3 separate regions of the Sus scrofa genome follow, and all the other regions are linked to region 1. A link is a contact called in public Hi-C and HiChIP or PLAC-seq data. All regions are on one chromosome and are shown on one strand. Each heading gives the region's core, a stretch centred on a gene start, on an enhancer-like site or on the middle of the called end of the contact. The rest is flanking DNA. Distances are from core to core; before and after follow the strand shown. Region 1 has its middle 25 kb from the start of AGMAT. Region 2 holds the start of DNAJC16 (dnaJ homolog subfamily C member 16). Region 3 holds the start of SLC25A34 (solute carrier family 25 member 34).

The links. A called contact is a pair of places that touch in the nucleus more often than the background predicts. HiChIP or PLAC-seq counts read pairs in DNA pulled down with a chosen protein or histone mark.
Region 2: an H3K27ac HiChIP or PLAC-seq map of alveolar macrophages shows a contact between it and region 1. The contact joins the promoter of DNAJC16 here to the enhancer-like site in region 1. A contact is called at or near these places in 1 of 5 promoter capture datasets (fetal liver), 7 of 47 Hi-C or Micro-C datasets (alveolar macrophages, brain, embryonic fibroblasts and 3 more) and 2 of 2 datasets of contacts at active chromatin or transcription factors (alveolar macrophages and skeletal muscle).
Region 3: a Hi-C map of skeletal muscle shows a contact between it and region 1, with 2.3 times the contacts expected there. The contact joins the promoter of SLC25A34 here to the enhancer-like site in region 1. A contact is called at or near these places in 4 of 47 Hi-C or Micro-C datasets (heart right ventricle, liver, psoas muscle and 1 more) and 1 of 2 datasets of contacts at active chromatin or transcription factors (skeletal muscle).

Annotation. Positions count from the first base shown.
Region 1 is chr6:74,807,505-74,810,589 of Sscrofa11.1, reverse strand. No RefSeq gene overlaps it. Among named protein-coding and RNA genes, the nearest start is that of AGMAT, 25 kb to the right of the region's middle. Within about 2 kb of position 1,264, at least 79 of the 83 cell types and tissues checked have an H3K27ac peak or open chromatin away from gene starts, as enhancers often do. A contact at or near this core is called in alveolar macrophages, brain, embryonic fibroblasts and 3 more, where this site is marked.
Region 2 is chr6:74,730,865-74,733,772 of Sscrofa11.1, reverse strand. It overlaps DNAJC16 (dnaJ homolog subfamily C member 16), which reads right to left and starts at 1,643. Exons shown (of 15, transcript XM_021095383.1): 1 at 1,334-1,643.
Region 3 is chr6:74,908,270-74,910,969 of Sscrofa11.1, reverse strand. SLC25A34 (solute carrier family 25 member 34) reads right to left here and starts at 1,333. Exons shown (of 5, transcript XM_003127638.4): 1 at 662-1,333; 2 at 8-73. The coding sequence starts at 1,081.

The DNA of each region.
Region 1 (3,085 bases), core at 15-2,514:
CAGAGTTATTGTCACCAATTCTGTTTGGTGGCAGTCACAGAGCATTCTGAGAATAAATTACTTTGCTTATTCAAAACATAAGAACATATGAACTTTTTACAGTAGGGTAAGGGAAATGAAACAACCAAATCACACAAATATCCTCATAAAACACTGAGCTTTGAATTGACTCAAAGTCCGAATTGTGACCTGAAAGAAAGAGGTATTTTTGCCTACTACCAGGAAAGAGATCAGAAAAATAGTTTCAGTTGAACTAATAATTACTAATCACTTGAAAAAAAATTTTTTAACCGGAAACGCACGTGGTAGGGAAATGAGCATTTCTAAACGCTTTAAAACAAGGTGGTGTAAGTCGCAGACTTTCCTCCTTCACTTAAGAGCGCAAATCTCTACATTTAAAGGTAAATTAAGTTTATTTAGACAGGAGCACTCTCCAAAAAAGCAGATGAACATCTACCACGGTGATCCAAACTGGTATTTCTGGTTGGGGAAGCAGGATGTAAGAACTCTTGCAAACCTAGGGCTTCTTCTTAGATCTACGACACCTCGAACTCGGGAAACTAGAGAAGGGGCCAAAGAGCCAGAAGGTGGGGCGGGTCGCCGAACACTCCACGAGCCCCTAAGGCTGCAGTGGGTGCGTCTGCGGTCAGGTTCTCCATTCCCTCCCCCAGCACCCCACCCCACGCTCAGGGTGTGTGGGGGCAGCTACCGATTCCAGCTCCCTCCCGGATGCGGGGGTGGGCTGGGAATGGCCATTCTGCTTCCCTTCCACCTCCCAATTCCTCACCCTTAGCAAAGAGAGGGCGTGAGGCCCCAAAGCGGGAGGGCTAGCTCCGGAGGGAGGCCCCGGTCGCCGCCCGGCGTACCTGACTCTCGGCTGCGGGGATGCCAGACTCGAGCTCACACAGCGCGCGGAAGTTGTGCAGCTCGAAGTCGGCGTCGACCTGGAGGGAAAAGGTCACCTCGGAGAGGTCCCTCCGCACACAGTACACGGTGAGCAGCATGGCCCGGGCCCGACCCAGCTCGGCTCGGCCCGGCCTCGGCGCAGGGCGGCGCGGCGGTGGCGGCAGGGCCTGGCTGCTGCTGCAGGCGGACGGCGCGGGCTGCTCGCTCACCCGCTCGCTCGCTCCTTCCCTCCCTCACACACGCTCAGTGACTCACTCCCTCCCGCCCTCAGCAGCAAGCACGGCCACCACCAGGCGCCTGCGACTCGATCTGCCTGCCTGCCTCCCTGCCGGCCTGCCTCCCACCTCTGCCGCCAAGCGCGCCCGCCGTTCGACGCCCCGCCCCGCCGCAACGCGGATGCCGTAAAGCCTGCCTGACCCGCTCCGCCTTCGCGGCTTCGCGGCGCCCGGGAGGGGCGGGGCTGGAAAGAGGAGGCGGGTAGCGGGGAGATTTGGAGCGGGCGTGGGAGGGGAAGCGGGGCGAGAAAAGGGGAGGGAATGCGGGGCAAGAAAAAAGTATTATTTGCTTGATTTAATACGTGACTTCGGTGGAGGACTCCAAAATCTCCTTTATTCACCCAACTGGCATTTATTGAGCGCCTTTTGGCAAGTGTCCATGTGCGAACAAAAAGGCGTAAAAATACAGGTGTTTGCCCCTTAAGTCAACTCTTAAGCTGGTAACTAGATCTCAAAATTTTCCGAAGTAAAATTGAGGTCTGAGAGATTTAGTCTTATCTTGTCCTGATAATTTAGGGTTTAAACCAAAATCATTACCCTGCCTGGTCTGTAGACGCCTGCTGACGGGCTCCTGCCTTCCTCTTCAGCCCTGCCGCCGGAGCCCCTTCCCTCTCCCCTGCCAGCCACAGTTTGACTTTCAGTTCCTCCTAAGCTGCATTCCCTTGCCTCATAAATAGTTTTCCTTTACTTAGACTATTTCCTAGCCCTGGCCACTAGGCTACCTAGTGTAGTGCTTTTGTTGGACACAGCTTAGAAGCCACTCAATAAAATGTTTGCTACTTTAATGGCCTGTTTAAGGCCACGTAGCTGATGAGAGATAGAAGCCCAAAACATGAGGATGAGTCAGAAAACCAAGACAGAAAGAGGAAGATAAAATGGATGCAAGATTAACATCTCACTATTTACCCCCCAGCTGGCCCTCATCCATGGCATAGGGTGCCCCTCTTTTATTATAAGAGAAAGGAAGGAGGGATCAGGATGGCGGTGGGTGCAGATAAGTGTATGTAGGTCTGGTGGCACAAGAAAGTAATTGAATGATAACTTATCGCTGTAAAAGAGGAGGGAAGGTGGAGGAAGGGGGTGGGGTGGAGGAATGGTGGTTATCAGCCACAGAAAGCCTGACTATTAATGACTTGTGAGGGCTTATTTTTCTTACAGGATAGGAGGCCTGGAGGTAAGCAGCAGCACTGGTTCAGTGACTCATTGATAAAAGGGCCAGTATTTCTGCAAATTTGTTGGCCTTTCCCTGAGGGTCACATCATGAGTGGCTACCTCCACTCCAGGCATCATTGCCTTCGTTAAGGCAAGAGTTTACCCAGCAGTCCCTCAGCACGTTTCGGTTTACATCTGGCAGAAATGTGTCACAGAGATGCAAGAAAAGGCCAGAAAAGTGAGTGCCGAGCTTTCTCGCCTCTTGAAAGTGTATGGATGAGGGGGGGTAAACTGGTTTTAGGGGAGATATACATAGCACCTACTACAGCAGAGAAGGTTTGAAAGAACCATTGTAAGTTGAAGCAGGTTGAGCAGAGAAATGATGTAGAATTGCCAGGTGGTCTCAGGGATTCAGTTGAAGTTGGAATCTGGAACTAATTTTCATGTTACTTTTTTTTTTTTGGACTGGTGCTCAAGTGCCCAGATGTGACAGATTTTATTTTCCGAAGATGGCTATAGCAATATCTTCCATCTTACATGTTCCTCCTACAGTTATGACATTCCTCCCACTAAGAAGTAGGGTATATGTCCCTCCATTTGAAGTGTAGCAGTTAGACTCTGGCGTAAGTATCATTGTGTGACTTCTACACTTTTTTTTTTTTTTTTTTTTTTTTTTTTTTTTTTTTGTTGTTGTTGTTGTTGTTGTTGCTATTTCTTGGCCGCTCCCGGCATATGGAGTTCCAGCTAGGTTG
Region 2 (2,908 bases), core at 394-2,893, 77 kb after region 1:
TCAAATGTTAAAGCTCCATCTCTGGTGAGTGTAGTGACTGAATTCACTGTGGACTTTGGAAATAATCCTGGCTAGTTAATGAACAAGGTGGTGGTGTATTGCTTGGATGATCTTTGTGGTATCTTTTTTTTTTTTTTTTTTTCTTTTTTTAGGGCCGCACCCATGGGATATGGACGTTCCCAGGCTAAGGGTCAACCTAGAGCTGCAACTGCCAGCCTACACCACAGCCGCAGCAATGCCAGATCCCATCTGTGTCTGTGACCTGCAGTGTAGGTCACAGAAACATCGGATCCTTAACCCACTGAGCGAGGCCAGGGATTGAACCTGCATCCTCATGGATACTAGTCTGGTTTGTTACCACTGAGCCATAATGGGAACGCCATGTGATATCCTGATTTCTCAGAAATCACTAGAGTTTTATGGATCATGTATCTAATGTGACACTATCGAAAGAGAGGTAAACTCTAAGAGTGTAAACTCTAAGAGGTAAACTCTAAGAGTGGAGTTAGACAAGTAGGAATTCTAAATGCTGCCTGGAGTCCTCACAAAATTGACTAATCTGATGGTCAATGTTTAGGACTGCAAACATGCTGAATGAAAATCTAAAACATACCATTATTTTCTTTGTAAAGGCAACCTATAACCTATTCTATCCTACAAAACATATATGGCACGCTAAAAATGGAGAAAGTTATGTAGCACATTGACTCTGGAATCAGACTAACTAACATTGGGATCTGTCCTCCATCACTTTACGACCTTGGACAAGCTATTTAAAACTTGTTAACTCCTCCATAAAATGAGGTTGAACAATACCACCCTGAAAGATCTAAATGGGAGTTAAATGTACGTAATGTATTTACTGAGCACAGGGTCAGCAGCCTGTAACTGATACTTATTACCATTAACTTCTACTATGCAGTGCAACCAGTGCCTTATTCAACTGTGTCAGTTGCCTCCAGTTAGAAGGCTCAAGTGCCAGTGGGCTGTGTTCCTTTGCTGACAGCTCGACCATGCCGGCCTCTGGGCAGGAAACAACCTGCCCAACAGGTAGGCTACCGCCCTCGGGCAGTATCACCTGGATCAAGCAGCTGATCCCAGAGGCATGCTTAGGTCTGAGCCCAGCCTCGAGCTCCCACCAAAGGTCGCAAACCTATAGGAGACGGCCGCCTCCCCCGCTGCCTCCGAGAGCCCAGGGCCGGGCCCTACTGGCTCCGGTTCCCCCGCTAGGCCCAGCGGGGACCGGGAACGAAGAGGAACTAATAGGAAATCCCTGAGTCTGCCCGGCCCCGCCGCGTCCGCGGCTCAGCACTTCACGCGGAGAAGGAGTTACCGGAAAAGGGCACCAGCCTAACCGGCTGCAGCGTCCACGCTCCAGTTAGTCCGCCGGGCCGGGAACCTCCGGTCCAAACCAGCGCTTGCCGGGACCTGGGGAGGGAAAGAGGGGCGACGAGTTGGAGGGTAGTCACGTGACGCTTAAAGGCCCGGCGCACCGAGGGCGCGGACTGAACCGGTCCAAGGCGTCTATTTTGCGAGTCTGTTTTGACCCTTGTCACCCGCCGTCTGCGCATGGACCCGGCGCGGTTGCCATAGGAACGAGGCGCGCTCTTCGACTGGATCCAAAGGGATGGTCGCGGACCAAAGAGTCCAAAACGTGCTTCCTAGAGAGGCGAAGTCGCGATGCCTGATGGGATGCTAAAAGACCTCCCCGATGCAGGGAGGAGTTTCCACTTGTACCAGGAGATGGCCCTCGTCTAGCAACAGTTGCTAGGGTGGGGAAGCAATCGCTGGTCCCAGATCTCTTTAACCCTATTCATAGAATCCTACAATGTCAGAGTTGGAAGGGACCTTAGGGATCCTTTCTAGTCCAGCTCTTCCGTATGCTGATGGTGTTGGTGGTGGTGGACTGAGGCCCAGAGACCGGCAAGGACTTGCCCAAGGTTTAGTATCCAGGACTCCTAATCCCATTTACCAAAAAGGGAGCTCCAATCTAGAAGGTGCCAGATCCTGTCCTAAGCACGGAAAACGGATGTGTGTGATGATGCCGGTGGGGGCGGTGGGGGAGAGGCACAAATGAATGTGCTACCGAACTCAAGTTTGCTCTGCTCCAAGCAAATCGGGGCAATAAATTCGGAGACAAGTTGTTGGGGCAAGGAATAATGAGCGAGGCCAGAGATGGAACCTGCATCCTCATGGACACTAGTTTTCAGCCAGAAAGCTAGCAGACGCTGAAGGTGGCGGACAAGTGTCTCAAAAAAAAACCGTCTTGCTTCAGTCCGAACTAAGGCTCCTTCTACGCTGAGAAAGGGCAGGGGGCGGGGCCAACCATCACACTGGCACTTGCTTGGGGGAGAGGACTCACTACAATGCTGACCAATGGCTGAACAGGACCACTAAAGGTCTCTCACTAACCATTGCTCGCTTACAGATGAGGTAAACTTTCATTGAATCAGTGACGTAGGTTCCTGGGGGACATAAGGAAAGAGGTTTCATATTCCCCGCTCTGCTTTTATTGACTCTTTGCCTCCTTTGCATTTATCACTATCCAACATTACTATATCTTTTATTTATATTGTTTATCGCCTGTCTCCTCCTAAGGGGATGTAAGCATCTAAAAGCAGGGCTTTTTGTCTGTTTTGTTCACCCTCTGTATTTTTGGTGCCTGCACAGACCTGGGCACAGAAAGGATCTCAATGAATATTTGTGGAATAAATCATTGAGTGGGGATGAGGTTTAGCTGCTCCAGAGAATACATCCTCAAGAGGATTCCCAGTTGCTGAGGACTTTTGGTCGGGTTCGGGTTTAAATCCTCCCGCCTCTGTCACTTACTACTTCTGTGATCTTCACCTCTTTGAGCCCCAACGTCCAGATCTAGAAAATGAGGGGAAAGGACTATCTCCTTGGTAGA
Region 3 (2,700 bases), core at 84-2,583, 100 kb before region 1:
TCCCCACCTGGTGATGGTGCTGGTGCCCCACGGCCATCGCGGCCACCGTCTGGGCCTGTAGCTGCGTTTTGACCTGTAAGAGCAGAGGTGACACAGGGCCTGGGCATGGAATCTTCGGAGAGCCTGAAGGAGACGGTGTCAAGGGCACCCCTCCCTGGGCCCCAACGCCAGATCTCCATAAACTCACAGCTCAGGGGGGGTATGGAATGGGGTTGGGGGTCTGGGTCTGCACCTGGGTGTGATCTGGGGCAAGTTACGTAAACTCTCCAGCCTGGCTGCTCCCTCTAGAAAAGCTGTTCTAGGATCAGGAGAGATGATGACTGCACAGCATCGGCCTAGGTCACGGGCGCTCACTTGATGGAAGCTTTTTTCTTGCATAGGCCACACAGAAAGGCAAGCGACCACGCTGAGGTGGACCAGCCCACCTCCTGCCATCCTCCGTCCCCTTCCCTGGCTCAGGACCCATGGGGCGGGGACCGCAGGGGAGCAAGGATCAGGGCAAGGGCCTGGTGCCCTGGACCAAGGGGCAGATTCCAGGCTTGGGCTGGGCTGTTCTGGGGAGCTGCCCCACCCCATCTGCTCCGCAGAGGTCACCCCGGAGGCTGCAGACCCCCATGGGAGCTGGTCATGGGGCCGGGGAGGGTGGAGACAAGACACTCACCAGGTAAGCAGGGCTCCCCACGAAGGCTCCCAGGGCGCCTGCCACAGCACCTGCGACCACAGTGCCGCCCGGCTGTTGGTTGAGGCCAGCCTGGCACACCAGGCTGTAGCAGTAGAAGCGGACGCCGTTCATGAGGCCCTGGTAGAGGAGGCCAGCGGCCAGCCCCTTCTGCAGGCCAAACAGCCCATCTGCACGGGCCACAGCGGCTACCGAAGCGACAAAGCCCCGGTAGTGCCGAGGGTAGGTGCCCCGGGCCTGCAGCTCCCCCTGCAGCTGCAGCCGTGTCTTCACCACCTCCAGGGGGTTGGTGAAGACACAGGCCAGGCAGCAGGCCGAGGCGCCCAGCACCAGGTCCACAGCAGGGGGCACCGTCTCCATGGGCTCCGGGCTGGGGGCCGGCTCTGCCCGGGTCAGGGGCATGAGCACGGCCCTGGGGTGGGGGCGCTTAGGCTGCCTTCACTCCCCGCAGGGCCAAGGGCTGGGGATCAGGGGGGTCTGAGGCCATGTCTGGAGGACAGAGGTCTGGTCAGACAGGCGGGCGGCAGCCAGGCAGCCCCTGGTCTCTCTCAGGAGTCCACCTGCTCGGCTCAGCCTCCAAAGCCTTGCCCGGGCCTAGGACACGCCCCCTGCCCGCTCTAGACCAATCCCTGCTGCCTCCGTCCCCCACACCTCCCAGCAGGGGAGGGCCTGGACCCTGGGATCTGGGGGAAAGGTCATCTGGGCCCCAAGGGAGATGGGCCGGGCATAAAGTGCCAATCAGCCAAGAGATCTGCTCCTGCCCCTCTTGTTCTCCAGCCTCCCCCCCCCCCACCCCCCCCCCCCCGCCACCCCCGCCCTGGGGCAAAGGGCTGTTGCTCCTGCCCCGCCTGTGGCTTGGCCAGTCCTGTGGCAGCTCAGAGCCCTGGGCAAGAGGCAGCTGCATGGGAGGCTCCTCTAGGCAACTCAGCAATTCCCTTCTCCCATCCCCGTCCCTTTTCCTCCTTTTTTTTTTTAGGGCCACACCAGCAGCACGCGGAGGTTCCCAGGCTAGGGAGTCGGAGCTACAGCTGCCAGCCTACACCACAGCCACAGCACTAGGGTATCCGAGCTGCATCTGCAACCTACACACCACAGCTCACAGCAACACCAGATTCTTAACCCACTGAGCGAGGCCAGGGATCGAACCCGCAACCTCATGGTTCCTAGTTGGATTTGTGTCCACTGTGCCATGATGGGAACTCTCTTGACCCTTTTCTTGACCTTAGTCTTCCAATCTGGCTCCCACGGTTGTCTGTGGTCCCACTGCCAGTGAGAGCAGGGGAGGGCTCCGGAGGCCTATGGAACTGATCTGGAATGCCAGGTTATATGTGAGCTGGGCAGGTCACTTCCTTTCTTTGAGCGTCAGTCTCTCAGTTTGTAAGATGAGGATACGGACGCCCACTGCAGAGGTTCTTTGGAGGATTAGAGACGTGTGAAGAATGCTTAGAACAGTGCTTCACTCCGTAAAAGGCACCCATGTGCCCCTGCCTGGGGACCCTGGGTGGGCAGGAGATGGAAAAGTAAGGGCCATTGTTTTTCAAGGAGTAACTCTGTGGCTTTTGTCACTCACCTGGTAAGGACCTGCCCCCTAGTCCTGTCCCTCCTCAGGGCGGGAGCCTGCTCCTGTGGTTCCGGGGAGCAGAGGCCCAGGCATCATTCTTGTTCATGGTGAGAAGGGACCTCCTACCCGTGGGCACTACTGTCAGGTGCCAGGCTGCTTAGGTGTGGGCCAAGATCCCTTTGCCCACCTTGTCCTCTGCCTCATGGCACCTTTCTCCTGCCAAGGCCACCCTGCATTATCCAAGTCCCAATCAAAACCAGAGGCAGGGGAGTTCCTGCTGTGGCACAGTGGGATAAAAATCCAACTGCAGTGGCTCAGGTCGCTATGGAGGCGTGGGTTCCATCCCTGGCCTAGCACTGTGGGTTAAAGGATCTGGTATTGCTGCAGCTGCACCCTGGCCTGGGAATTTCCACGTGCTGCAGGTGTGGTCATTTAAAAACATACGAACACAAAAACCCAG